Regions from separate parts of the Mus musculus genome. Here region 1 is linked to region 2. Evidence: chromatin contacts called from public promoter capture Hi-C data. All regions are on one chromosome and are shown on one strand. Each heading gives the region's core, a stretch centred on a gene start, on an enhancer-like site or on the middle of the called end of the contact. The rest is flanking DNA. Distances are from core to core; before and after follow the strand shown.

Region 1 (5,304 bases), core at 2,262-4,761, 330 kb after region 2:
CAGAAACGAACAACACAGTCCTTGCTTATAAGGAATTCTCAGCTGAGGAATGGAGACAGGCGAGAACAGTAACTGTAATGAAGTATGATGACCAAATGATGGAAGTTTCTACAGTATGGCAAGAGGTAGCCAACTCTGGGAGCAGCATCCACTTCCTTCCTGGAGGTGATGACCTAGGCTGATTCAGGGAGGAGAATGTCAGTGAGCACTCTCTTGGGAGGCATGCAGGAGTATCCTTGTGAGAAACAACATAGCTGGATTCGTATGATGTTGCAAGTGAGTGCTTTTGAACATATGTACGTATGTGTGTATTGGAAAACAACCGTTTCTCATCTATGCCCCATTGGAAGATCAGGTGTCTCTGTATTGGTTAGAGGAGTCATAGACATTCTTTCTTCGCTGGTGGGGAATCATGTAGAGAATGCATCCTTCTAGGACCTGGGATTGTCCCTAGGGCCATAGTGAACTATTAATCTGGTTTGTACCAACATGAATATCACACCCACATATCTATAATCTCAGTTCTAAAGACAAACCTCCCACAATCCATACGAACATAGTATATACCTCTATGAAGTGACTCAGAATTTGGTTGTATTTCTCCATTGCTTCTTCCCCACAATGACATGCCATGTGAGAATGCTGGGAAAAAGACCCAAAGAATAGTAAGTTTTATTTTTACCTTTTAGTGTAAAGGTGATTTGTATGTACCCCTGTGCACCACATTCACGTAGTGCCAGGGAAGGCCAGGAGAGGGTGCTGGGTCCCTGAGACTGGAATTAACGAAGGGTTGTGAGACACCTTGTGGGTGCTGGGAATCAAACCTGGGTTCTCTGCAAGGGCAGCAGCCAGTGCTCTTAACTGTTAAGCCATCTCTCTCCACTTCCAATTTTATTTCAAATTTTGGTCTTTCTGCTCCTGCTATTGGGATAAGCAGAGAGTTCTGTTTCTATAACCCTATAATCCTACAATCACTTCTATAGGAAAGTCTTTTCCTGCTTTATCATTTGGGATTATTTAACTAACCATCAGGTTAATGAGGCAGCTTTTCAGTTTTAAATATGGAGCACAGAGTCTTTTTTAGAAAGAGACAGTGCTCTCCAGTTCCTGTGCCCCACTGGCTTCCTACTCTAGCTCCTGCCTAGAAGACTCCAGAGCAAATCCAGGCCTTTATGGAAAGAATGCAATTCTATAGTCCTGTTCATAACCTAAGATCAATCCCAATAGCCCACTCACCTACCATTTGAGTACAAGGTGCCCTAGTAAGGATGTAGAACTCATTACCTATAGAAAAGAATCTAGGACTGGTGAGATGGCTCAGTGGTTAAGAGCACTGACTGCTGAGTTCAATTCCCAGCAACCACATGGTGGCTCACAACCATCTGTAATGGAATCTGATGCCCTCTTCTGGTGTGTCTAAAGATAGCAACAATGTACTCATATACTAAAATAAATAAATAAATCTTTTTTAAAAAGAAAAAAATCTAGTTTCACAGATATGAGCTAATAATCACAAATACCAAAAAGCCAGCATTTTGTATTTCTTCAAACTTTTTAGGATGCTTTTTTGAATTCAGCATATATTCATTATTTCTAAAAAGTTACTCTTGGGGGGGTGGTTAGCGTTGGTTGGTTGGTTGGTTGGTTGGTTGGTTGGTTGGTTGGTTGGTTTGTTTGGCTTCTTGTTTTCTTTAGTAATTTTGGATTCAATTTCTCTACCCATCCATAGGAAAGAAAAATGAGCCTGGTTGCTAAGGCCTTCCAACTATGTAACCAACACCTTTACTCACACAGACTGAGAGGTCCTTCTTGATGATAAGAAAGGAGTTGGCGAGGCTGCTGATCTTTCTCAGGGTATGGTGGTCAGGGGTCTGGTAGACTTTGAATACCCTGTCCAGATAGAATCTCACTAGATGACGAAGGAAGCAGCACCTATCCAAAGACTGTGAAGGAGACAAGTGTGTCAGTGGGGAGAGCAGGAGACAAGACCAAGCTGTGAAGGAGACAAGTGTGTCAGTGGGGAGAGCAGGAGACCAGACCAGGCTGTGAAGGAGACAAGTGTGTCAGTGGGAAGAGCAGGAGACAAGACCAAGCTGTGAAGGAGACAAGTGTGTCAGTGGGGAGAGCAGGAGACAAGACCAAGCTGTGAAGGAGACAAGTGTGTCAGTGGGAAGAGCAGGAGACAAGACCAGGTTGTGAAGGAGACAAGTGTGTCAGTGGGGAGAGCAGGAGACCAGACCAGGCTGTGAAGGAGACAAGTGTGTCAGTGGGGAGAGCAGGAGACTAGACCAGGCTGTGAAGGAGACAAGTGTGTCAGTGGGAAGAGCAGGAGACCAGACCAGGCTGTGAAGGAGACAAGTGTGTCAGTGGGGAGAGCAGGAGACAAGACCAAGCTGTGAAGGAGACAAGTGTGTCAGTGGGAAGAGCAGGAGACCAGACCAGGCTGTGAAGGAGACAAGTGTGTCAGTGGGAAGAGCAGGAGACAAGACCAGGCTGTGAAGGAGACAAGTGTGTCAGTGGGGAGAGCAGGAGACTAGACCAGGCTGTGAAGGAGACAAGTGTGTCAGTGGGAAGAGCAGGAGACCAGACCAGGCTGTGAAGGAGACAAGTGTGTCAGTGGGGAGAGCAGGAGACAAGACCAAGCTGTGAAGGAGACAAGTGTGTCAGTGGGGAGAGCAGGAGACCAGACCAGGCTGTGAAGGAGACAAGTGTGTCAGTGGGAAGAGCAGGAGACAAGACCAGGTTGTGAAGGAGACAAGTGTGTCAGTGGGAAGAGCAGGAGACCAGACCAGGCTGTGAAGGAGACAAGTGTGTCAGTGGGGAGAGCAGGAGACCAGACCAGGCTGTGAAGGAGACAAGTGTGTCAGTGGGGAGAGCAGGAGACAAGACCAGGCTGATGAGAAAGCTCTGGATTCACCCTCCCTGAGCTCCCCCGGATCAAATCCAGACCTTTATGTCTTTCAAAGACTCAGTCGTCCTTAAAATTCTGATGTCAATATTTGTATCTTCAGCTTGCTAAACAGGAGAAAGGACAAGAAGAGACAGGTCACTGATTTCTGCCAAGGTCTTAGATAGCAAAACTTTTGATCTCTTTCCTGCCGGGGTCTAGTGAGAGGCATTTTGGAACTACCAAGTACAGGCATCTCTTGGAAATGCACTGTCCAGGACTGGAGTCTCTCCATCCTCTGGATTTTCATTAGCATACTACTAAGGATACCCTGAGAAGACAGACAGACAGACAGACAAGACAAGACAGGAAAGATGGATCCCTTCCTTTACATACCACACTATCCCGAATCTCAGAAAATTCCTTTTGTATTGCCTGTAGGTTTGCAGTAATCACACAGCTTCCCAAATGGAGGGTCTTGAGCCCAGTTAAAGGAGTCCAGAGAAGAAAACCCACAGCGGAGAACAGTCCAAAGGCAAGACCAAAGCCTTTCATCTTACACCTAGATCCTGGAGACCAGAAGCGAAAATTCAAAGAGATCAATCAGGGCTATCGATGTCTCCCATCTAGCCACCAGGAATATGCCAGCACCAGCTGCCCACTGGGTGGGAACTGAACAGCTTTCCCCAGCTGCAAGCAGTGCTATGTGTTCACACAACTTCCTAAGAAAAGCTGCTTCAGACAGAAACCTCCCAGTCCCTTCCGGATCTAGGTACTGGGTAGTACCACAGGTCATGGCTCCTTTTATTGGGTCTCCTTCACAGTTCCGCAGTCATTGCCAGCAGAGAAGGCCTGGAGCAGCAAACACTTGCAGTGAACCAACAGAAGATGACATATCAGAAGAAATGTCAAAACATGTTGGAGAGAATTGACGTAGACAACCCCTCCCTCCCTTCAGAAAGCCACTGCAACTCCTTCTGCGGTCCCCTTAGACCTACAGGGGAAAACAGTGTCACAGAAGCTGTGACCATGCCACCAAAAACACCTGCGGGAAAATTGTCTAGATTTTACAGATACCCACAGGGCAAAAGAGCCTAGCTCTATTTGGCATTGTTCTGAGATCAGAGTGGTTAATGGAGCATAAGAGATTCGCTACAGCCCCGATGCCAACAAACAAAATCAATGATTTCATAACAGTCCTTCAGCTGGTGAAAGGCAAGAACTGGTGGCGCTCCGCTTCAGACGGATCCTTCCAGAGGCTCCTGGGACTCCACATTGCCCTCTGCATGGGAGCCTCAGTAAGACACGACTACGGTGGACCCAATAGTAACAGACTTTCTCCCTGGCCTTGTATCTTAGGAGCTGAGAGAATGAACCCCACCAAAAAAAGCAGAAGCACATTTGAGACAGTTCGTGACAGTTTTGCAGTGAGGGTGTTCAGTTAATAGGGAATGGTTATTGAGTTTTAAGATAAAGTTAGAATAGCATAGGATAAGCAAAACGAGGCTCTCGCCTCGACTGCAAAACGACTGCACATTGTGGAATGTCTTTGGAGACTCCATTCTCTGTCAACTCATTGCAAGATCCTGCTGTTCCAGGCCTCACCTGCTGGCGGTAACTGTGGCCCTAGGGTGGGGGCAGAATATTTTAATGCAACAACAAACAAGAACTTTTCCATGGCAAACAATATTAAAATCTTAAATAGGAACAGAATATGGTGGTGTCAGGCCGAGCCATTGAAACAGAAGAAGAACCATATGCCCCTGTGTATGTATTTTCATATTTTAATATGTTTTCTTGAAACTATATGATAAAAATATTATTTGTGGGTGTTCTTCCCTTTTAAAAAAATCAGATAAAATACTGGAAGTCTGAGTGAAATATTTCAACTTTCAGTGCTCCTAGGGAGACACTTAGTCAGTAGCGTGCTTGCTGCACAGACATGAGGACGTGAGTTTAGCACACACCCCCAACCTGTGTGAAAGGCTGGAGCACGCCTGTAGCACGCTGGTAGGGCACAGGCAGGGCCATCCCTGGGCTTGGCTCCCCTGCCTTACCTCATCACTATGCTCCACTTCCCAGTGAGAGCTCCTGTCTCAAAAACAAGAGGGATGACTTCTGAGGAAGGACAACCCCCACATGCCTCCACATGCACATACACACAAACACACATACACACAAACACACATACACACAAACACACATACACACATACACACATACACACAAACACACATATACAAAAACACACATACACACAAACACACATATACACAAACACACATACGCACACATAGTCATTTAGCACTATAATAAGCTTATCTAATGTTTCAATATGTTTGACAGCTTTTAGTGGGTTTGGAGGGAAGAAAACACACACACACACACACATACACACACACACAAAATCTCTGCTC
Region 2 (5,086 bases), core at 2,553-5,052:
ATTTTCATGGATGGCATCCCTCTCCTGTGGCCCCTACACAGCACAAATGACCATATCAATATGTACAAGTGAAGGTTCTGTGAGGTCGTTCAGCAGGAAAAGGCATCTTCTATTAAACTTATCAACTTGCGTTTGATCCCCTGGACCCACATAGGACAAGGAGAGAATCAGAGCTGTGTTGATCTATCTATCTACAAGTTGTCCTATGACCTCCAAATGTATGCTATGGCGCATGCTCACTAAACCACATACATGCACATTAAATAAATAAAATGTAAATGTGTGTGTGTGTGTGTGTATGTGTATAAAATGTTTAGAAACATTTAAAAATGAAATGCTTTCTTAAAAATACCTATATGTAAAATCTGGTGGAAAAAAATCTTGTTGTCTTAGTGTACCAAGAAATCCTTAAAATTGAGTGCAAAAAGGAATCATGAAAAGCTATGCAGAATATAGTAGTCACAAACAAAAGGAATGAAGACGGATGAGAAACAAGTAGAGTTTGCACTGGTGACCAATTACCTGTAGACTGAGCTACATCCCTTAGGGAACCTCAGATGGAAACATACTATTCAATCTATAAGAAATGAGAACCGGCATTTTTATCTACCAGCATCCTTTATGGTAGATACCATGTTCCTAGGAGTCAGCAACAGATTCTCACCTGCATTTGGAATCACATCCTTATGGCCAGGCTTCTCCCGCAGTGAACTTACTGGGCAATGTATTCTCTGCCCTGATAAGAATTTCTCAGTACCATAGTAAAACTGTACATTTCTTTCTTAGTTATTACTGCTGTGGTAAAACATCATAACCAAGGCAGCTTTTAAAAGAGAGCATTTAATTGGGTCTTGCTTAGAGTGTCAGAGAATCAACCCAGGGTAATCATGGTGGGAATGGGGCTGGAGACAGGCTGACATGACACTGGAATAGCAGCTGAGAGCTCACATCCTGATATGCAGGCAGACATGGACTTGGAGTGGGCTTTGGAAACCTCAAACTCCACACCCAGGGACACACCTCCACTAACAAGGCCACACCCACTCCAACAAGGCCACACCTACTCCAACGAGGCCACACCTACTCCAAGGCCACATCTCCTAATCCATTGGGTTTCCACCTCTAGAATGAGCTCCCTTTGGGGGTTGAATGACCTTTTCACAGGGGTCACCTGACACCATCTGAAAACACAGATTTTAGATAATGATTCATATCAGTAGCAAAATTACAGTTATGAAGTGGCAATGAAAATAATTTTATGGTCGGGGCCAGGGTTGCAGCACTAGCAAGTTAATCCTTTTAAGTGGTCTACCAACTGGAAATCAAACATTCAAATATATGAGCCTATGGAGACACTCTCATTCAAACTGCCACAATATCCTACAAGAAACATGAGAACGTTATATTGGTAACCTTGGGGTAAGTGTAGATTTCTCTAACAAGATATAAGGAAATCCTGGCCATAAGGGGGGAAAATGTGAAGTATAGGTTTACTGTGACACTTGTTCAATTCCTTGCAGACAGGCACAAAAATATCAACTCAAATAATTTAGATAATATTACCTAATCACAAAACGTTTGTGTATGTCTGTACACATGCTCTGCCATGGCTTAAGTTTTTCTGAATATCGTGCAATATCTAACACAATGTAAATGTTATATTGAGGCTAGAGAGATAGATGGTTCAATTGTTAAATGCTAGGCAGGCAACCAAAAAATATAAGAATTGTTACATTGTCAAGAAAAGGAAACCTGCACGTGTTCATTACAGATGCAAGATTAGAAGAAATGTTTTTCTTTTTTATTTCTTGTTTAGTTTTGTCCTGGACTCACTTTGTAGACCAGGCTGGCCTTGAACTCAGAGAGATCTGCCTGTCTCTGCCTCCCCAGTGCTGGAATTAAAAGGCGCACACCACCATGCCCAGAGAAAATTAGTTTTCAACTACAGTTGGTTGAGTCCACAGATAAGGAAACTACAGCCATACAGGGTTTGCTGCATCTCATCACACTTTCGTTCTGAATTTACGTTTATAGGGATGAAACTTCAGGAAAGAAAAGACACTTCATAGTGTAGAAACAGGTGCCTTAACACACATCCCAGAACAGACATTTATCCGGAATTCTTAAATATCTGCCCACTAAATTACAAGGAGACACACAAGCCAATAGAAAAATGGATAACACATCCTAATTAGCACTTTATGAGAAAAAACAAGATCTGAAAGTACAATAAACATAAGGTGTTCGAGCTCATTAGTCTTTAGGAAACAACAAATTAAAAACCTTAATATGAGCACACTTCATGGCCAGAAGAATGTCCCAGAAAGCATAAAAGGAGCAAGTGATTCATAGACTGCTTGCTTTCTGCAGGTGCAAACACCCTTCGGAGGATCATTCTAGAAAAATACTGAGAAAATACACACAGCCTCACAGTCAACCAGCAATTTCATCCTTAGACATCTTCATGGAATAAAAATCCATGTACTTAACAGAAGACACATGCAAAAATAGTTTTAGCAGCACGCTCATAATACCCCAAATGGAAAATCATCCAATAATCTGTCTGCCTCAGGCAAGGAAAATGTGGCATAGGCATGGAGTGTGTAAAACTGAAGAAATTGAAAAGAAACGATCCTGGAAGAATGCTGTTTGCTCTTCCAGAGGACCCAGGATCAGTCCCCAGCACCCACACAGCAGTTCACGGCTATTTGTGACTCCAGTTCAAGGGGACCTGGCATGCTCACATAGTCATGCAGGCAAAACACAAATGCACACAAAAATAAATAAATTTTAAAAATGAACATCAATAAAATTCAAAATACATGTATACAATGAGTACAAAAATATGAGATTGAAATAATTTATTGCATCTGTCTTAGTTAGGGTTTCTATCACTGTGATTAAACAAACAAACAAACAAACAAACAAACAAACAAACCATGACCAAATGCAGCTTGGGAAGAGCAAGGCTATCATACAGCTTAAAGTCCATTATCCAGGGAACTCGGCAGGAGCTCAAGTAGGAACATGGAGACAGGGATTGATACAGAGAAGGAATATTGCCAATTTGCTTGCTCTCCTGGCTTTCTCGGTTTTCTATTTATATACTCCCAAACCACTGGTCCAGAAATGACACTACTCACAATGAGTTGATCCTTCCCATCTCCATCATTAATCAAGAAAATGACCACAGGCTTACCTACAGGTGGCAGTTGTGGTTCCCTCTTCCCATATAACTCTAGCTTGACAAAGACAAACAGGGCATATATGTGATTTAATTTTTATAACTCAGAGGGACCCACAAAACTAATTTGCTTTAAAGGGAGACAAGAAATCTTTGTAGTGTGGATTGTGACCAGCAGGGGTCACCAAAGAATCTCTGCAGTCTAGTAAGTTTCTATCCTCTCTCTCTCTCTCTCTCTCTCTCTCTCTCTCTCTCTCTCTCTCTCTCTCTCTCTCTCTCTCTCTCTCTTCTTCTCTCTCTCCTCTCTCTCTCTTCTTCTCTCTCTCCCTCTCTCTCTTCCTCTCTCTCTCCTCTCTCTCTCTCTTCCTCTCTCTCTCTCTTCCTTTCTCTCTCCTCTCCTCTCTCTTCCTCTCTCTCTCTCCCTCTCTCTCTTCCTCTCTCTCTTCCTCTCTCTCTCTCTCTCTCTCTCTCTCTCTCTCTCTCTCTCTCTCTCACACACACACACACACACACGTTCCTTAAATTAGCATTCTGTTCGGCAGACGCTAGGCTCATGAGACACTGTATAATGGCATTCAGTGACAATTCAGCGGAATTGAGATTGGAACAGTGTGAGTCACAGTCTTTGTAAGGTAGAGAATAAAGAAGAAATAAAACCACCTACAGACATATTAGACAGAGACTTTGTGTTCTGGGTAAATCATACTCTTGTGACACACTGAACAGAAAGACAGCATAAAAATTGGACATTTGACAGTTTATATTTAACTATTTCAGTGAGTCCAGCCAAGTAGACAAATTGAACCACAATGGCTAGACACTAATGAATGACATAGTTTCAAAAACAAAACAGAAAAAAAAAAAACACAACCTAAGTTCTTCTGGCCCCAAAACCTTTTAACAGGAGTGGTGGTGTGTGTCAGGCCAGCTGCTGCGTGGAGACTCTGTCCACTAATTGCAAAGTCTAAATGACCTATTAATTTTCATAGACTGAGGTTTCCTGTGTAACTGTATCCACTTCTCTTTCTGATGTTCCAATCGTTCGATCTCTAGAAACAGCTTGTACACCTTCAGGGCCCTGTGCACATCTTCTGGGCTTGAGAGGCAATGCAAGAGTTGTGCGCCTCTGCTCACTATTCTGCAGTCTTCTAGGACCTCCTAAAGGTAATTTAAAGAAATAAGTAGGGAAGGACACAATCTGAGAGGGATTCTTGGCAAAGTGAGGTTGAAATCATTGATGGATAGAGAGAGAATCAGGAGAGACTTTGCATCCTAACAGGTTTTCATATGCAGGCCGAATCACCAGGAAGAGAGGTGTGTGTGTGTGTGTGTGTGTGTTTGTGTGTGTGTGTGTGTGTGTGTGTGTGTATGTGTGTGTGTGTGTGTGTGTGTGTGTGTGTGTGTGTGTGTGTGTGTGTGTGTGTGCATGTGTGCGTGTGTATGTATTTTCAGATAGGGCTCAGAACCCAGGCCAGACATGAACCCTGGACCCTTCTGTGCCCTCCTCCTTGTTGCTAGGATTATAGGTATCTGACACTACAGCTGGCTCTTGAAGAGCAGGAAAGTATAGCTGAAGAAAAGATACAGAGCTGCAAGGGGATTCAGAGCACCCCACAAGAGTAGGTGAGGGGGAGTCCTGTGCATGATCCAGAAGCTGAGCAGAAGTATACAGAGCATAAACCCGTAAAGCTATGGTCAGGGCACTGGGTCTAAGAAACCCTCAACTCTCACGTTCTGGATCCAGCCACAGAGCAGAAAAATCTACTCCTTCCAACTCACCATGATGCTTCATGGTTATAAGTGTGAATCTGGCCAACTGGGCACCCTTGCAGGAGTCAGGTGACAACATCATAGATTGGGGAAAGGCCACTGTAACGAAGGGTGAAATCACAGAGGTTTCCT

Evidence for each region. Promoter capture Hi-C pulls out the DNA fragments that hold promoters and counts their contacts.
Region 1: a promoter capture Hi-C map of neural stem cells shows a contact between it and region 2. The contact joins the promoter of Il20 here to the enhancer-like site in region 2. A contact is called at or near these places in 5 of 39 promoter capture datasets (the C10 cell line, the HPC-7 cell line, hippocampal neurons and 2 more) and 1 of 9 other capture datasets (liver).

What each region holds. Positions count from the first base shown.
Region 1 is chr1:130,907,785-130,913,088 of GRCm38.p6, forward strand. Il20 (interleukin 20) reads right to left here and starts at 3,512. Exons shown (of 5, transcript NM_021380.2): 1 at 3,284-3,512; 2 at 2,950-3,015; 3 at 1,791-1,943; 4 at 568-642. The coding sequence starts at 3,442.
Region 2 is chr1:130,572,784-130,577,869 of GRCm38.p6, forward strand. It overlaps Zp3r (zona pellucida 3 receptor), which reads right to left. Exons shown (of 12, transcript NM_009581.2): 12 at 3,923-4,342. The coding sequence ends at 4,136. Among named protein-coding and RNA genes, the nearest start is that of Gm23623, 20 kb to the right of the region's middle. Within about 2 kb of position 3,803, at least 12 of the 459 cell types and tissues checked have an H3K27ac peak or open chromatin away from gene starts, as enhancers often do. A contact at or near this core is called in neural stem cells, where this site is marked.